Linked DNA regions of Rattus norvegicus: all the other regions are linked to region 3. The links are chromatin contacts, called in public Hi-C maps. All regions are on one chromosome and are shown on one strand. The core of a region is the stretch at or near the end of the contact, and the rest is flanking DNA. Distances in the headings are between cores, read along the strand shown.

Region 1 (3,129 bases), core at 429-2,928, 150 kb before region 3:
AGGGGAGGAGGAAGAAGGAGGGGAAGGGAACGGAAGGAAAGAGAGAGATAGTCCCTTGGAGTATCTTTAGCCCCTTCACAGTCATTCATTGCCCACTCATGTTTGACCTAACACCCTTGTGACTATTCAGGTCAATCCTTTTAGAATGTACTAACAGGCCACTAGCTTTCACCAACCCAGAAGCTAAGAATGCCATCAGATATCATTTATGTCTAAGAGCAGAATTATTCCCCTCTGCAGTCATACCTAATAGTCTCACCAATGTACTTTTAAAATGTCCTGATTTATGACTTTGTTCTGTAACTATAAAAACTTCATCAAACCGTTAGCGCATTGGAGAGAGGTATTTTCCAAGGCATTCATAGTTGGCTTCAGAATAAACTCTTGTTCCTCTGAGGTGAGAGCTGTGCTTTTGTGTCACGGCTCTGGATTCCATGCCCTGTGCAGTTGTCTGTGTGTGTGTGTGTGTGTGTGTGTGTGTGTGTGTGTGTATACAGATGTGTGTATGATGTATGTGTGTGTGCATGTATGTTTGTGTATGTGTACTAATGTGTGTGTGCATGCATGTATATATGTGTACATATATGTATGGATATGTGTGTATGTGTGTGTGCGCAGATGGGTGTATGGGTGTGTGTGTATACAGATGTATGTGTGTATGTGTGTATGAATGTGTTCTGTATGTATGCATGTGTGTGTGCATGTATGTGTTTGTGTGTGTGTGAATATGTGTGTGTGCATATTGTATAGAGGAGTGAGCGCAGTTACTGCACTTTGCCTGGCCCTGAGCCAGCAGGTTCCTTCTACTGTAGATATGGGGTGGAAAATAGCTCCTGACCCAGCAAAAAAACCTAGCAGTGCTTCAGCCTGACCACCACTAACTTCTCAGGACGCTCAAGAAAGCCCCCTCCTCCATTTCCTCTTAAACCATAAATGAGAGAGAGCACAAATTGCCCCTTACTCTTTCAACCCCAAACCCACACATTCCCAGGACTTCTCATGGCTACTTTTCCTGGGCTTCTAGAGTTTTCCGGGTGACCAGCTGCCCCCACAGAGCACAGCCCAGTGATTAATAAGTCACATGGTCTTGCCCACTTCCTGTGGCTGGGTATCCAGGTTTGCACAGCACATGAGCAAAAAGAATAGTGGTGAGTTATTAAGGCCAGGGCGAGGAGGGAGTCCTTATCAGCAGCATCGGATATTCGATTCATCTGCTTGACAAATATTTATCCAGCACTTGCTGAAGCCAGGAATTCCACAGTGATCAAAGGGAATCTCGCTCTCTGTTCTCACGGGGTTTGCAGTCTAGAGGTTGAGGACTGGCATGAATCAAATCATCAGAGATGACTGCGCTCACGGAAGAGAACGCAGGGCCCATAGGACAATCACTCAAGGAAGCAACTGAAGGAGAGGCTTGGAGAGGCCTCTGGAGAAAGCCCTCGTGCACTAAGTGGGCGATAATGGATGAAAGTGCAGAGGAAGCTCCAGTTAGCTAGCATTCGGGGACATGAAAGAATGGCCAGGGCAGAATGTGGGGACAATGTGAGGTGAGACCAACGTCAGGTCCCAAACATGACTCTTGCCTGGCTGTTGCTGTGAAACGTATCACCCTGCAGTGCATAGCAGCTCTTAAACAGACATGTTTTAAATCAGATTCTGCACTGTAATTTGGATCAAAAATGTCCCAGAGTCTCATGCATGGGGGCTTAGTCATCAGCCTCTCGCTCTACTAGAAGACAGTGGAACTCTGGGAAGTTAGTAGGGGCAGCCCCTGAAGAAGATCCTGGGACTCCATCCCTAGAACTCTTTCTTCTGTCTGTCTCTCCATCTCCTCTCTCCTTCCCTCCTTCCATTGCCCCCTTCTGTTTAGTTGCTTTAAGGTGAGCGATCTTCCTCCAGTGTGTCCCCAACCATGATAAAGCACACCACCACAGGCCCACCCTTCACAGCGTCCACCATCTCCCAATGTCTATTCAATCATAAATCCGCCAGTGGCTTACAACACTTACTGATTAGCGAGCGTCCTTCTGATCGGATTGCTCTTGAAATCCCAGCCCCGGACATTGCCTTGGTGACCAAGCTTTCAACACATATGCCTTTGGAGTACATTCCTGTCCAAATTAGAGAGAACACTCAGGAGGAGGCGCCACAGTAATCAGTGGCCCACAGGAGTTCTAAAGCCCACAGGCTTCCGGTTCCTCCACTGAGGGACCCAGGCCTGCTTCCGGGGAATGACTTTTCACAGCTCTCAGGTGTATTCATCAAATTTTTGTCCCATGTCCTGAATTGTCTGTTTTCCATAAACCTCTCAACTCATTTTGTGACTGCACGTTGAATTCACCCTGAACTTTGTCCATCTAATGGCGTGGCCCCTGAGTCTGCTCATCTTTATGGCCTTCCATGGGGTCTCACTAGACATTTCTCTGCTAAACAAGACATGCCTACAATTCTCTTCAAAATGGAGCTGGGGAGCAGAACCTTTGGAATTCCTAAAAGTCTTTTTTTATCAATTTTAGGAACTTCAGAGGACCCATGGTTAAATGTTTCTGACATGATATTTTTTAATTAATTAATTAAAGTACACTGTAGCTGTCTTCATGCACACCAGAAGAGGACATCAAATCCCATTACAGATGGTTGTGAGTCACTATGTGGTTGCTGGGAATTGAACTCAGGATCTCTGGGAGAACAGTCAGTGCTCTTAACCACTGAGCCATCTCTTCAGCCCAACAATAGTTAAATATATATATACTTTTATTTTGCTCAGGCATTTTGACTAAGCAAGTCCTGGCTCTTATAGTTCCTCTAAGTGATTTTTCTAATACAGGTTGTGGTGTGTTTGTTAGTTTAAACTCTTCTTTCTTCTCCTGAAACTCATCATACATGGCGCTAATGGGGACACAGGGAGCATTTTAAACACCAAAGTTGAATATCTCATGGACTGAGGGCAGCTTCTTCCCTAGCACTTCTGAAAGCCTGAGATTGATTCCCCACACCCCCACAATACAAGTAAAACCATACATTTGTTAGGTCTATTTCCCCATCTACTATAGGGATATATGACCGCAATCCTTCCCACCACATAAAAGGATCAATGTCTCTCTGGTGATGGTTTCTTCCCCCACCCGC
Region 2 (2,737 bases), core at 167-2,666, 140 kb after region 3:
GAAACTATGATAAAGTTTGATGTGGGGCTCATAACTGGGCTTATAATCCTAGCCCTTGAAGCAGAAAGACCATCTCAAGTTCCAGGCCAGTCTGGGCTAAAAGGAGACCCTATCCAAAATAACAAACAAACAACAACAGCAACAACAACAAAGTACCCTATGAAACCTTTTAATCCACACTAAGATATACCTGAGATTGCCTAAATTTAAATAGTAGGATCTCACATGCCTAAACTAGTAATAGATATAAAAGATAGAAATTCTTAATAGAACATTTACACTACAGCCTACTAACTTAATATCTTTTAATAAAAAAAACTCTTTTAAAACTGAGAAATATATCCTTTGGAAAACTCCCATTTCAAAACCTCACAGTGTGGTAGCATCTAGGTATGGCTTGCTTTGAAATCCAGATCAAATCAATGCACTTTTTTACAAGACGAGATGGGGGAGGGCGATAAACTCAGTTTTTTAAAGTGTATTTTCAAGCTGTTATTTCAGTTTCAAGGAAAACCACGTTTTTACTTCTTAGGCACACTTCCGGTTGAGAGTCAGCTTGGATTTTCCTAGACAGCCACACCCAAGAGTTCTGAGCACCTTTAAAAAAGTCATTAGTTGCCAGGATTGACTAATGAACCACGCTTCACTTTTGAAGACAAAAAATGCTTTTCTAATTAATCCTCATCAAAAGCCATCCAGAAAAAAGAAAATACCAGCAACTTTAGTGGAGATTCACTTTCGTCACCCTTTGACACAAGTTTTGCACTAAAGAAGTTAAAATCTTAAAAGATCCCTAAAGATCTTATATATTTACATCCCTACTGACTCTTAATATCAGGCAAACAAAACTTCAATCTCCTCTCTGTTCAAATAGCACTTTTAAAAGTTCTACTTAGAGGGGCGCGCGCTGAGCTGCAAAGACAGGGCCGAGGGCGGCTGTGCTACGGTTTTATCCACAACTCTCTCGGTTCCCGCAAGTTTACGTTAGCAACTCAACAGAGCTCCGGAGTCAGCTCTGTGGGGCTCTGGTTTCGCGGGCAGGCAATGGTCCAAGGCGCACCGCGCTGGCGAGCTAAGCAACATTTCCCAAGATCCAAGTTTGGGAAGCAGAGCGACGTCTGCGCCCGGGCTGCCCCGGCTCCCCGGCCCGTTGCTCCACGCCCCGCTCTCCCCGGGCTCGCGGAGACACACCTGCCCAGGTGCGCTCCCCAGCCGCGGCTCCCGGCGGCCCCCACGTTCACCGCCGCCCGGCGAGGACACCTCCTGGGGCCGGGCCACGCCCGCTCGGCGGCCAGCACCACTCACCCTGCTCAGCCGCGAGAACCAAGAGTGAGCGTCTCTGCGAAGCTTTGCCGCCGCCCTCACAAACTTTCTAACTTTCCAGCCGCCCAAGAACGGCCACTTCCGGCCTCCGCTCGCAAACCGGAAGGAAGCCTGGCGGCCATTCTCCGCCGCCTCTATGGGCCAGCCCTGACGGGAGGGGGACCTCAGGGAAGGTGTCAGAGCAGATGGCGGGCTCAGGGCGCCGATGAGAAGTACCGAACGGGGAGTTTAGGGCTGAAATGGACGTGTGGAGGACCTCTCGGTCTAATTACTGACTCTTCGTCTTTCTCGCGTCTCCGTTTGAACTGTGATTCTGCTTCCTCCCCCCTCTTCGGCAGATGGTTGCGCCTGTCCTGGAGCTCTCCTCTGCCCGCATTCCAGAGCGTGGAGATAGGCGGGGAACCCCGTCTAAGTCCATTTAGGGAAATTGAGGAGAGAAGTGCCGCGGGTCTCACGTGACTAGCCTTGGCCCCGCTCCCCAGCCCGGCGCCCCCGCTCGGCTGGAGTGCGCCTGCGCGGGAAACTAGTGTGAATCAGCCTGTGGGTCAGCGCCTCAGTGTCTGGGCGGCGCGGAAGGGAGTGTGCGAGCAACTCGAAAAGTATGAAAAGGAATTTTAAAATAGCTCCTCACTTTTCCCACGCGGGACGGAATACTAAAGTTTCAGGGCCGCGCTGCCTCTTTGGCCCACATAGAGTTCATGAATTCAGTTTTGATTGTTCCGCTCCCTCTTGCAAAACGTTCTCTGGAACTTTCTTCCAGAGTCCCCTTTTACCCTGATGGTGACTCCTGCCTGCCCCACCTACCGCTCCAGGGTGAATGATGTAATTGGAATAAAGTGCTGGACCTATTTACTCGCCGGGTCTTCTTGCGTGGCTCAGCTGCTAACAATAGTTCCTCTTTAAAGGAAGAGGGGTCACAATCCTGGCGAGACAATAAGGATATGTGTTAAATATCCCTAAGATCAGTTGTTTCCTTCAAGAAGCATTCGTCTCATTAATTAGTGATGCGGTTTAAAGTTAATTCAGAGGCAAGGCCAATGAGAGAAAAAAATACCGTAATCCTATAGATGGCAGAAACAAAGTTTCCCTCCCTTCTTTGATATTCACTTGGAGTGGTAACTAAAAATACAAGTAACTAAGTACTTCACCTCCAGCTCCCTAAGCTAAGGTCTTTAAGAGAGGGTTCTGGGTTGTCAAGGACTTAAGAAGCCCAACATGACTTCTAGGGAAGATTGGGGATACAGCCGTGACAGTACAAACTCAGAGGTCTGAGCAGTCAGAAACAGAGGTGGCTTCTGAGGCAATGAGGCTTCTGCAGTGCATGCACCTCCACAAGGATATGGTCTGCCCTACTGGAAAGCTCCCTGTCCGGAAGGGGAACACCAAACCGCATTCTGTGGACGAGGAAATGAGC
Region 3 (2,793 bases), core at 18-2,517:
ACCAACTGTCACATGTCACGGAAGACTTTCCCCATTAGAGGGGGGGAAAAAAACGAAGAAAAACCCCAAACGTAAATAAGCTTTGTAGCGACGTCACCGCCGGTGTCTCTAGTTTCGGCTCTGTGGCTGTTCTGGTTTTGTGACCTCGGTGGAGATCCGGCAGGAGGAGACAGACCCGTGAAAACAAGGTTAAAGCCGAGTCACACTAAGGCGGCCACAGGATGACCCGCTAGACTTTGGAACCTGTTTACGATTACGTTGGAAATTAAAGCAAGCCTCCGCCGCGCCCCCTTCCCAAAGACAACCCGTTCCGAGGAGCGCGTTAAAACCCCCGAGTCAAAAAAGAAGCTTGGGTGGTTTTTCCAAAATGAACCAAGTGGAGGAAGAGTCACAGTAAGCAGGCAGGAATCTCAAAACGACCCTCCCCTCCCCCCAAATCCTGTGGTTTGCAGAGCGCTCGCTCGGTAAGAGAGCACACGCGGGAATCGGCGCAGGCGGCGGTTGCACGGCAGTGTCCAGGGCGAACCCACCGGCTGGCAAGCACCTCCGCAAGCCGCCCGGGGCGCAGCGCTTTCCCGGACCTGACTGGGGATGACTCAGCTGCTGCGCTCCAGTGCGGGACTCCTGTGGTGCGGGAGGGGGCCCGCGGAGGGCCCGGGCGCCCGTTGGAGGGCCCTCGCTCTGGGGTTTGAAGGGGTGTTTGTGGCTGGGATTGGTGGCTCACATCCGCCGGGGACTCGGGAGAGATGGGAGGACAGACGCAGGGAGGAGGAGCTGGACGGCGTGAGTGGCAGGAGCCGAGTCCGGACCTGGCGGTGACTGCCTCGTCGCTTTGTTTGCTAACTTGGACTGTGGCTTTCGGGGGGCCACCCCACGGAACCCGCCTCGGGTCCGCTAAGCCCAACCCACGGCAGCACGAGGCCGAAACGTTCCTTCCCGGCGGTTATGCGCGGCCACGCGGTGGCTCTCATTATGTACACAAAGGTAGCTTTTCTTTTCTCCCAAGTCAGCCTGGCTAATGAATGCGATTCTCGGGCGGCACTGGTGGAAACCGGGTTTACCGTTTGAAAACAAACTTTACAGGGCGAGCGGGAGCCGGTACAGAGTAGAAGAAGCCTCTCTCAAACCAGGACGCGAGGGGAAATGCAGAATTAAAACTCACCGTGACGCGAAGGCCAGCCGGACCCCGCCAATGCACACCTCCTGCTCGTGTAAATCATTTCGAGGCAGTTGGGAAGCCGGAGCGCGCTGGCCGGGTTCTGAGATCAGCTGAAGCCCCACGGTGCCCCTCCCCCAGCCCCACTCCACCCCTAAGGCCGAGCTCGTTGGGAGTTTCGCGTTCCCGCAGGACTGTGCGCCGGGTCTTTTACAACTCCAGAAAAGGGGAACGCCCCCGCCCCCCTCCTCCCCGGCGCGAGCTCATAACATCCGCAATATTTTTTTTTAATCCGCTGTCTGCACGGCGGAAAAACAAGCTTCGGTTCTGCCTGTGTCAGGGCCTCTCGGTGTAACTGATTCAAGTGACTTCGGGTTAGTTGCTGTTGCCACGTGTTACTTACTGAACGCTTATGCCTCATAATCAAATTGTCTAAGTGCAACCGAACGATTTTTCTGCGCTCTCACAGCCTGGTGATAACCGTTTCTCACCATTATCTCTGTGTGTGTGTGTGTGTGTGTGTGTGTGTGTGTGTGTGTGTGTTGTTGTTGTTGTTGTTGTTTTTCTTCTGTTTTAACAGCTTTTCTTGTCTTAAGACAAGCAGAGCTGTTAAAAAGACAAATCCGTTTTCGCGGTCTCCAGACCCTGAAAGGGCAGAAATTCAAATGGCACAAACTTGGGAAGGCTGAGAGAGGAGGCGGGATGAATAAGTAAGTGCTCCAGGTCCGTTAAAGGCTTGAGGGAGGTGTTTGTTTCACCTGGACGGTCGATTAGGTATGATTCCCATCAGGTGCTGGGTCTGGTGGGACTCACATAGTCATTGGATCTCGTTCCCTCGAAGCCTAGCGAGGGCAGATATTTATAAAATATGCAGGCTGCTGGGCTTCCAACACTGCACAAGGGACTTGTAATCATCTCGTCACATCTCAGCTCTGAGGAGCTCTAGCTGCTCAAGGCAAGAGCTAACCATTGTCTTTGCAAGGGGCCGGAGTTGGTCCCGGCCATCTTGTGATGAGTTTATCAACACTATCAGAATAATTCTCTTCTTCAGAAATAAGTAGCTGGCACTACTGATCACTTTCTTCAAGTCAACCCAGTCGCCCGCCTTTCCTTTTTTTTTTTTTTTTAAAGTGGAAGTCACTCTTCTTAACCTAGGTGATGTGGGCTGAAGTTCCCTGAAAAAGCCACACCTAGCTGATTCTGCTGGGTGAGTGCTTGATTAGGGCCTCCTGGTTGGGGACAGTTGGAATGATACAGATCCAGAGTCAGATTATCCTGATCTATCTTAACTCTCCCTCTTAGCCATCCATCACCTGCTTCCGTATCGGCCTACCCTTCTTTTGACTCTCAGTTTAAAATTCAGCAGACAGGCAGCTTCCACCACCTCAATGGCTACAAGTGCCATAGGTGTGTCAGGCTTCTCTAACTTACCTCACTTCAGCCCCACCAAGGTATTTGGTAAGTGCGTTCATTTATAGCTTTGTGTATGACTAGCAGCTCATATGATAACTTCCATGGTGGAACACGTCTCTGGCATCTACCCAAATCTGGGTTCCCTGGGCCATGATCACCCTCATACTCGGCTGGGGATAAATGATCTATTACCGTCTGTCTGTCTGTGGAACGAGAACTGTGGT

What was found. Hi-C and Micro-C count contacts between places; a contact is called where the count stands out from the background.
Region 1: a contact with region 3 is called in a Hi-C map of the A7r5 cell line, with 3 times the contacts expected there. The contact joins the enhancer-like site here to the promoter of Tgif1 in region 3. A contact is called at or near these places in 4 of 12 Hi-C or Micro-C datasets (the A7r5 cell line, the Rat2 cell line, Schwann cells and 1 more) and 1 of 1 datasets of contacts at active chromatin or transcription factors (oligodendrocytes).
Region 2: a Hi-C map of the A7r5 cell line shows a contact between it and region 3, with 2.8 times the contacts expected there. The contact joins the promoter of Myl12a here to the promoter of Tgif1 in region 3. A contact is called at or near these places in 3 of 12 Hi-C or Micro-C datasets (the A7r5 cell line, mammary epithelial cells and psoas muscle).

What each region holds. Positions count from the first base shown.
Region 1 is chr9:118,056,298-118,059,426 of GRCr8, forward strand. The region is part of intron 6 of Dlgap1 (DLG associated protein 1); the gene reads left to right. LOC102555426 (a long non-coding RNA gene) reads right to left here. Exons shown (of 7, transcript XR_010055090.1): 4 at 2,010-2,111. Among named protein-coding and RNA genes, the nearest start is that of Tgif1, 150 kb to the right of the region's middle. Within about 2 kb of position 1,679, at least 6 of the 93 cell types and tissues checked have an H3K27ac peak or open chromatin away from gene starts, as enhancers often do. A contact at or near this core is called in the A7r5 cell line, where this site is marked.
Region 2 is chr9:118,344,861-118,347,597 of GRCr8, forward strand. Myl12a (myosin light chain 12A) reads right to left here and starts at 1,417. Exons shown (of 4, transcript NM_001135017.1): 1 at 1,306-1,417. It overlaps LOC102555687, which reads left to right and starts at 1,710. Exons shown (of 5, transcript XR_357340.5): 1 at 1,710-1,922.
Region 3 is chr9:118,203,087-118,205,879 of GRCr8, forward strand. It overlaps Tgif1 (TGFB-induced factor homeobox 1), which reads right to left and starts at 1,268. Exons shown (of 3, transcript NM_001015020.1): 1 at 1,163-1,268. The coding sequence starts at 1,220. It overlaps LOC102555570 (a long non-coding RNA gene), which reads left to right. Exons shown (of 3, transcript XR_005489521.2): 3 at 1-2,793.